Linked DNA regions of Sus scrofa: region 1 is linked to region 2. The links are chromatin contacts, called in public promoter capture Hi-C maps. All regions are on one chromosome and are shown on one strand. The core of a region is the stretch at or near the end of the contact, and the rest is flanking DNA. Distances in the headings are between cores, read along the strand shown. Region 1 holds the start of RBM33 (RNA-binding protein 33). Region 2 holds the start of SHH (sonic hedgehog).

What was found. Promoter capture Hi-C pulls out the DNA fragments that hold promoters and counts their contacts.
Region 1: a promoter capture Hi-C map of liver shows a contact between it and region 2, with 3 times the contacts expected there. The contact joins the promoter of RBM33 here to the promoter of SHH in region 2. A contact is called at or near these places in 1 of 5 promoter capture datasets (liver) and 1 of 47 Hi-C or Micro-C datasets (liver).

The regions. Positions count from the first base shown.
Region 1 is chr18:2,674,833-2,678,451 of Sscrofa11.1, reverse strand. It overlaps RBM33 (RNA-binding protein 33), which reads left to right and starts at 2,248. Exons shown (of 20, transcript XM_021079037.1): 1 at 2,248-2,393. The coding sequence starts at 2,351.
Region 2 is chr18:2,544,676-2,548,362 of Sscrofa11.1, reverse strand. SHH (sonic hedgehog) reads right to left here and starts at 2,161. Exons shown (of 4, transcript NM_001244513.1): 1 at 1,862-2,161. The coding sequence starts at 2,161.

The DNA of each region.
Region 1 (3,619 bases), core at 999-3,498, 130 kb before region 2:
CAATAAAAACTTACCAAGTTCAACAGACAGTAAAATAAAACACTTTTATTCTGAACCACTTGAGAATAAGTTCATGACTTATGCCCTGTCACCCCAAGTACTTGTGTAAAAGGAAAGAACCAATCTGACTCCACATTGGATTTTTTTTTTTTTTTACTTTAACCTTTGTACTCTATTGAGTTTACTGTACGTTAATCACTAAAAGAATGTTGCCTATAACTTGAAATATGCAGGACAGCCCATTCTCAAGGATCTGATCTTTAAAGGTCTAACACTTCTCCATCCATGTAGCAGAAAAAAAAGCTGCAGAATAGAGAGTAGCGTTTGTCTTGGTGGAGATTTATAGGAAGACTGTGACCAGACCCAGGGGACAGCTTCAAGAACAAAGGATTCTGGTACCAAGAAGTTTGCAACAAGCAACCACAACCGTTCCTCTTTTAGTATAAAAGAAGGCGGTTCTTTGTGACGTGATCTTCTTGGTCTGCTGGCTTGGTGAATACAACGACTTGTCTCTCCGTTTATTGGCCTGGCATGGGAAAGTGGTATGAGAGTGGTAACAGTTTAGTCTGCACTCTCTACAAAGACATACCACTTACAATCATCAAAATAAGGAAGTTAATTTTGCTGTATTACTCCCATCTTATCTTCAGACTCTGGATTTTTGCAAGTTGTTTCAATAACATTCATTACAGTGAAAGGATCCAGTTCAGAATCATGTATTGGATTCAGTGGTCATGTCTTTTTTTTTTTTTTTTTTGTCTTTTTAGGGCTGCACCCACAGCATAGGGAGGTTCCCAGGCTAGGGGTCTAATTGGAGCTGTAGCTGCTAGCCTACGCCAGAGCCACAGCAACGCCAGATCCGAGCTGCATCTGCGACCTACACCACAGCTCATGGCAACACCAGATCCTTAATCCGGCCAGGGATCGAACCCAAAACCTCATGGTTCCTAGTCAGTTTCCTTTTCGATGTCCCACGACAGGAACTCCGGTCATGCCTTTTCTTCTTCAGTCTGAAACACGTCCTCTGGTTTGGCTTTCATAATTTTGACACTCGAAGATTAAAGGCCAACTGTTTTGTGGTATGTCCCCCATTTTTTTGGTCCTTACTTTTTCGAGATTAGACTCAGTGAGGTATCTGTGACAGGATTTTATCACAGAAGCGATGCTGTTTCTTCTTACTGCATCCTTTCCGGTGGCACACAATTCAGATTTACCCCATTCCTGAAAATTTTTACTTCCTTCAGTTAAGGTGTTTCAGAGGCTTTTCCACCTGAAATTATTCTTTTCCACTAACAGTGCAGCGCTCCCCTGTGCCACTTGCAATTCTGGAATCCTAAGAAGTCCTTTGACACCTCCGAGCCAAGGTCTTTGCTCAGCCTTCTCTTTCCACCCTTTCCTTTCCCCATAAGCCCTACATTCATTGTTACTGAAGCAACCTTTGCAGCTTGCGTGTTCTTAAAGGCCTCATTACATCCGCACCGGTCTTCCCCGTCCCCAACTGCCAACAAGTCAGAAGTCGCCTTCGGATGCCTGATCCCAAGCATCCCTCAGCCTTCTACAACTCTTATCTCCCAGGACCCTTCCCTTAAGGTCACTTGTTAGCATCCCGCTGTGGACAAGTCTTGCGGCTCAAACGCTACCTCTCGCGCACATGTCGCTACGGCGGCCGTTCCGGCCGCACCCGCTCAGCGCACCTGCCTCCGCCGCAGACCCCCCAGTGCGCATGCCCGGCACCACCCCCACGGCGTGCTCGTCCCCGCTGTCAGCCCGCAGCGCAGTTTACTCCGCCCCCCGCCGCGCGCCGCACAGTCCAGACACAGAAAGCAAGCTCCGGCCCCATTACCGGGCGCGGGATCTCCTCCCTCACTCTTCCAACGGGACCTCCGCCGGCCGTAAAGCTCGGCGCCAACTGCTGCAAAGCGACTCACGACAGAGCCCGGGGCCGAACTACGGCGGGCCGCCGCCCCCGCCCCCTTCAAACATTGGGGTTTCTGGAGCGGAACGAGGCGGCCGCTGGTGTGTTTGCCTTCCGCCCTCGGCCTGCGTCCCTCGGAGGCGGCTCGGAGCCGCCGCGGCCTGCAGGGGAGGCCCCGCGCCGGTGCCTCCCGGCCGCCATCATCCCGGCGTGCACCTCGGCGGCGGGCCGAGCCGGCGGCCATGTTGCGATAGTTTGTTGTTTTCTTCCTGCGGAGGAGCAGGCCGGAGGGGCCCGCGACCCGCCGGCCGCGCCGCCCCCCGCGCCCCCGGCCCGGCCCGCCGCCCCGGCCCGCCGCCCCCCGTCCTCCCTGCGCGTCCCCGGGCCCCGGCTGGCTTGGTGGGGCGAGGCTGAAGGCCGGGCCCAGTGCACACCATGGCGACCGCCCTGGGAGCGGGCGGAGGAGCCGGCGCCGGAGGTAAGGGAGGCGGCGCCGCGCGGGAGGCGGCTGTGGCGGTGGGGGTTCCGGGGGCCGCTCCTGGCCGTCGGGGGTCTGGTCCCCTGAGAGGCGGGCGGGGGTCGGGCCTCGGCGTGCCCGCCGCCCTGGCGTCGCCAAGCGCCAGGCCCACCGGAGGCGGGGCGCCGGCCTGGGTGGGGGGCAGCTGTGGCCCCGGGAGGGTGGTCCCGACGGTTCCGGGAGGTTTCCAGGCCGGTGCCGCAACCGGGCCAGACCGAGGACGGGTTCTGAGAGAGCGGTCTCCGCGAGCTGCTCTCGTGCTCTGGGAGCTCCTCAGTCGTGGGGTACGAGCCCACTAGTGCTGGGTTATCAGCACCTTGCAGACGTGGGAACCGGACCGAAGAGGTTTAGATACCGGTGCAGTGCCTTTGGGTGTTTCCTTCGTTGTCCAAGCGTAGATGAGTTCGAGAGGGTACTTAGTGAAAACACATTTCAGGTAAAATCACTTTTTGGTTGGAACCCCATTTTGTGGATGGAGGGCTTTTTTTTTTTTTTTTTTTTTTAATAATGGGAAAAAAAACCCACTTGAAAGTGACTTGTATGACTGTTCGAAAACTTTGATGAAGGAGCCCCTTAGATGATGAAAGTATGAACCGCGACAGCATTTGAGGTTGTTTTCGTTATTGAGACGTGTAACCATCCTTTTGTGTATTTTTTTTTTTTTTTTAGTGATGCTTGCTTATGAGCACGTTGCCATAGTCCTGCCTAGGACTTTGAGACGCTGCTTTGGCAAAATGAGACCAAACGCAGCAATGTCGCTCCTGGCAGTACGATTTGGTGTAGACTTTTTATTTATTTATTTATTTTTTGGTCAGATGACTTTTGCGTGTTAGAGCTGAAGCTTTCCAGTTAAAGTTTGAAAAGATGTGTTCTTTTCTTAGTTGGTTGCTTTCTGGCGGTCAAAGTCGTGGTTTTGTATCCTTGTCACAGTATAGTCTGGAAACTCCTGGGTCAGGACTGGTTTCATTAATGCTAAGGTTATTTGCATGTTTCACCCCTCTGAGCATCGAGGAGTTTTCCCGAGGCTGTGTGACACGTGAACGCTTTGTCGTGTAGACGGGTGAGGGAATGTGTTCTTATGTTTTCATGTTTCTCATTTTTACTTTCGAAGGAAGCAAATGTCAGTGAATGCAGTCCACAGAAACAGAAGCTTTTTGGCGGCCTCAGTAAATCTGAGTCCAGAAAGT
Region 2 (3,687 bases), core at 912-3,411:
TGGAACCGGCCTCCCCCTTCCCGGCCGCCCCGCCGCTCCCGCCCGCGCCGCCGCGCCACCCGGGCCGTCGGAGCCGCTGGGAGCCCTGGCAGAGCCCGCGCTCGGGCGCGTGGAGGGGCCGGCGGACAGCCGCAGCCCAGCCCCGCGCGCACTGAAACCCGAGCCGCGGGATCGATAGCCCGGGAGGGAGTAAGTGGAGCCGAGGTGCGTCTGCCGGGTGCGCGGCTACGTGCGCTCGCACTTGGCGGCGGGGCGACGAGGTCCGGGGCCCCCCGGCAGGGCACGAGCCGGGACCCGGCTCCCGCGTGGGCCCGGCGCGTAGGGTGGCGGACGCTGAGCCCTCTGGCGGCACGCGGACCGCCAGCGTCCCCGCCCCCGCCGCTTCCTCTCGCCTCGCAGCCCTCTCCCCGGTTCCGAGGGATCCTGGGAAGACCCCTTCCCTCCCTCGGGGAGCGAAGGTGACCAGGGGCTCGGAGCCCCGCGCGAGCTGGAGAGCTGCGGCAGCCGGCCGTGCGCACCGGGCGCCCCGCGGCCTGCGCAGAGTTAATTGCGGCTGGCGCTGCTCTCGGGCACAGGCGCGCGCGTCCACCCTCGCGGTCCAGATTTAAGGTGGTCGGCAGCAGATGCGAGAGCGAGGGGTAGGGACCCTTCCCTCCGCGCTCTCTCCCGCCCCGTCCGTCACCTGGAGCCGGCTGCCGGGCCTGCCCCTCCTCTCCTTCCTCGGCTCCCCAGCAAGGCCGAGAACCGGGCTGGGCAGTGGAGCGGCCCGGTGGTGGCTCCACTCTCCCTCCCAGCCTCCCTTGCACTTGCGCCCCACCAGCGCCGCGCCGTCAGCGGCGGTGCGCTCCTAGCCCTAAAGGTAGGACTCGAATATTTTAATAGGGCAATAAAAAGGCTGTTGACCTATATTTGCCAGGAAATCCATTTCTAGCTTCAGTTCTACGTGCATGGAGTTTCAGAAAGTCTACCACTGGCGCGGAGATTGGCAGCCAGAAGTCTCCAGCGGAGGTGGGGAGGGAGAGAGAAATGCGTGTTTTGCTTTGGTTCGTCTTTCCAGCCCCCCTCCCGCTAATATCTAGTCGCTCCTAATTCCTATGGAAGCAGGTTGAAAACTAGCGTGATGCAATGCCAGCAAGTTCTAAGTCCCTCCCCCCTGTACCGCTGGCTCGGGAGAATGAGAGGGCATCCTTAAAGAAATATCGATACGTTCACACTCTGATGGGCACCACTGCCAGCGATGGATTCGCAGTGGAGCTGAGTGAGCCGGTCAGGGACCAGCCCAGCCACCACCGGAGCCCCCACCTTTTGTCAGAACTGCCTCCTGGCTTTTTCACTTGAGGGTCTTTGGGGCGGCTTTGGGGGGTGCGGGGGGGGGGGAAGAAGAGGTGGGAGAGAAAAGCACAGAGGCCAAGGGAAATGTGGGAGCTGGGAGGTGACACTAGCCCGATGACCTAGACACCACTTTAGGTTCCTGGAGGGGTTCTTACCCCCGTCCCTCCATGTCCACTCCCAACTTGCAAAGGACAGGTGCCCCCAACGTGACGGTCTCCCCGAGTTACAAGCCAGAGCCGAGGCAGGATGGGAAGGCCACCAGGCAGGCAGGACAGATCACACCAGGGCCATCTGTGGACCACATCTCCTACCGCCCTCACCCCCACCCCCACCCTAAACTTCTCCAGCTGGACCCTTCACCTCCATTCCCCTCCAGGAAGAGGAAGGGATGGTTGAGGCAGGCAGGTGGGTGGGGAAGGAGAGGGCAAAATCGCCTCTCTACCTGCCTGCAGAGCAAACAGACCGAACTGCACGGCTACACGTAACCCCTGGAAAGCAGCACATTCCACGCCCCGCGCTGGGTTTCTACCTGAGTCATCAGCCGGTCGGCTCCAGTGTTTTCTTCATCCTTAAATATGATGTCGGGGTTGTAATTGGGGGTGAGTTCCTTAAATCGCTCTGAGTTTCGTGTAATCTTCCCTTCGTATCTTCCGCTGGCCCCTAGGGTCTTCTCCGCCACGTTGGGGATAAACTGCTTGTAGGCTAAAGGGGTCAGTTTTTTGGGGTGCCGCCTCTTCCCGAACCCCCTGCCGGGTCCGCACGCCAGCCCCGAGCACAGGAGCAGGGAGGAGATGAGCATCACCAGCAGGCATCTCGCCAGCAGCAGCATCTCGTCCATGGAACCCGGGGACCTCAAGGCTGGCCCGAGCAGGTCTGGGTGCGCGAGCGGGCGGGTGCGCGAGTGTGGGCGCCTGTGGGCTCTCCCTGCCTCGCTCCGGCTGGCTGCGGGCGCCCTCGCTCTCTGCCTCGATCTTTCTCTTCCTATATAACCTTGCCCGCCGCCGCTGCGGGGGACTCGCCACGGATCCCCACCCAGACGGGGGCTGGCACGGCAGGCTGCTGGCCGCTGATAACGGAACACATCGGAGTTGGGGCGCAAGACAGCAATCAAAAGACAAAAAGAGTCTGATTTTAAATGGTAGCAAGCCTGAGAGCTTGTGAGCGGGGCTGCCTTCAGTACTATATTATAGCTGCCAGGAACGTATCTGATTGGCCAAAGCAGGACAAGCTTGTCTTCTGATGTTTAACCCTAAAAAAGACTAATTTTTTTTTCCTGTGGCTGCTGTTGCTTTATTTTCACCTGAAGGCTTCTAGCTAAAAGAAAAAAAAAACCAACACATCTTTGCTAAGACAAAGGTGAGAGGGAGGGGGGGGTGTTCCTTCGGATAACGTCAGCCAGCCCGGCCTGCGCGCGCCTCCCGTTCCCCCTTCACTTTCTCCAGAATGGTAGGTGCTTCAGTTAAAATCAACTTAAGTTTTTAAAGGACAATCTAGAACCCCCGCCAGCCCCCGCCCCCCAAGCTCCCATCCTCAAACAAATCGTCTCTCTCTAAGGTTCGAGGGGCCCAGCCGCCCAGGTTTTATTTAAATGTTTTCCCAGAGACTTTCTCTTGCAGGCCGGGCTTCCCTGCATTTGAAAGAAAGAGAGTCTGTGCCTCCTCCTGAAAATCCCAGTGGCCGCAACTGGCGGGACCTGGGAAGGTGGTGCCTTGAGCACCTTAGGAAAACTTGGACATTCTGCCGCTTTATGGTGTCTCAATTGGTGCAGTATTTTTAACTCTCTGGACGTGGAATGGGGGCGAGCCCAGGGGCTGGTGCAGAGGGCGGCCGAGGGCTCGTCTGGCTGGCCGGGCCCAGTGGGTCTCGGTGCTGCACCCCAGCTCAGAGAGGGGAGCTGGGAGCTGGTGCCTGCGTGGTGGGCGGAGGCCCACTGTGCCTGGGGGCGGGGGTAGCGGGCGAGTGGGCAAGGCTGTGCACACACCACCCCCATGATTCGATCGATCGGAGCAAAGTGCAGGCCAGGGATGAGCTGAAAGTGGAATTCAGGCTCCTTCTACATCAGGCCGAGCTGGCTTCCCAGGGGCACGGCAGGCCAGTCCTCGGGGCCTGGGGGCTGCAGCCCCAGATGGGGCATGGCCCGGGCACTGTGTTCTGCTCAGAGGGGGCTTCTGGGAGGGGCACCGTGCTCAGAGCCGGCAGAGCTGGACTCCCCATTTTTTTAAGAAACAAACTAAAAAAGTCTCACTTAAACCAGAAAAAGACAATCTGAGGCCCCCCTTTTGCAGAACGTGCCCTCCTGCCTCGCTCAGACACAGTTACTGCTCTGGAGTAAGCCCAGGGGGTGGAGGGACCAGG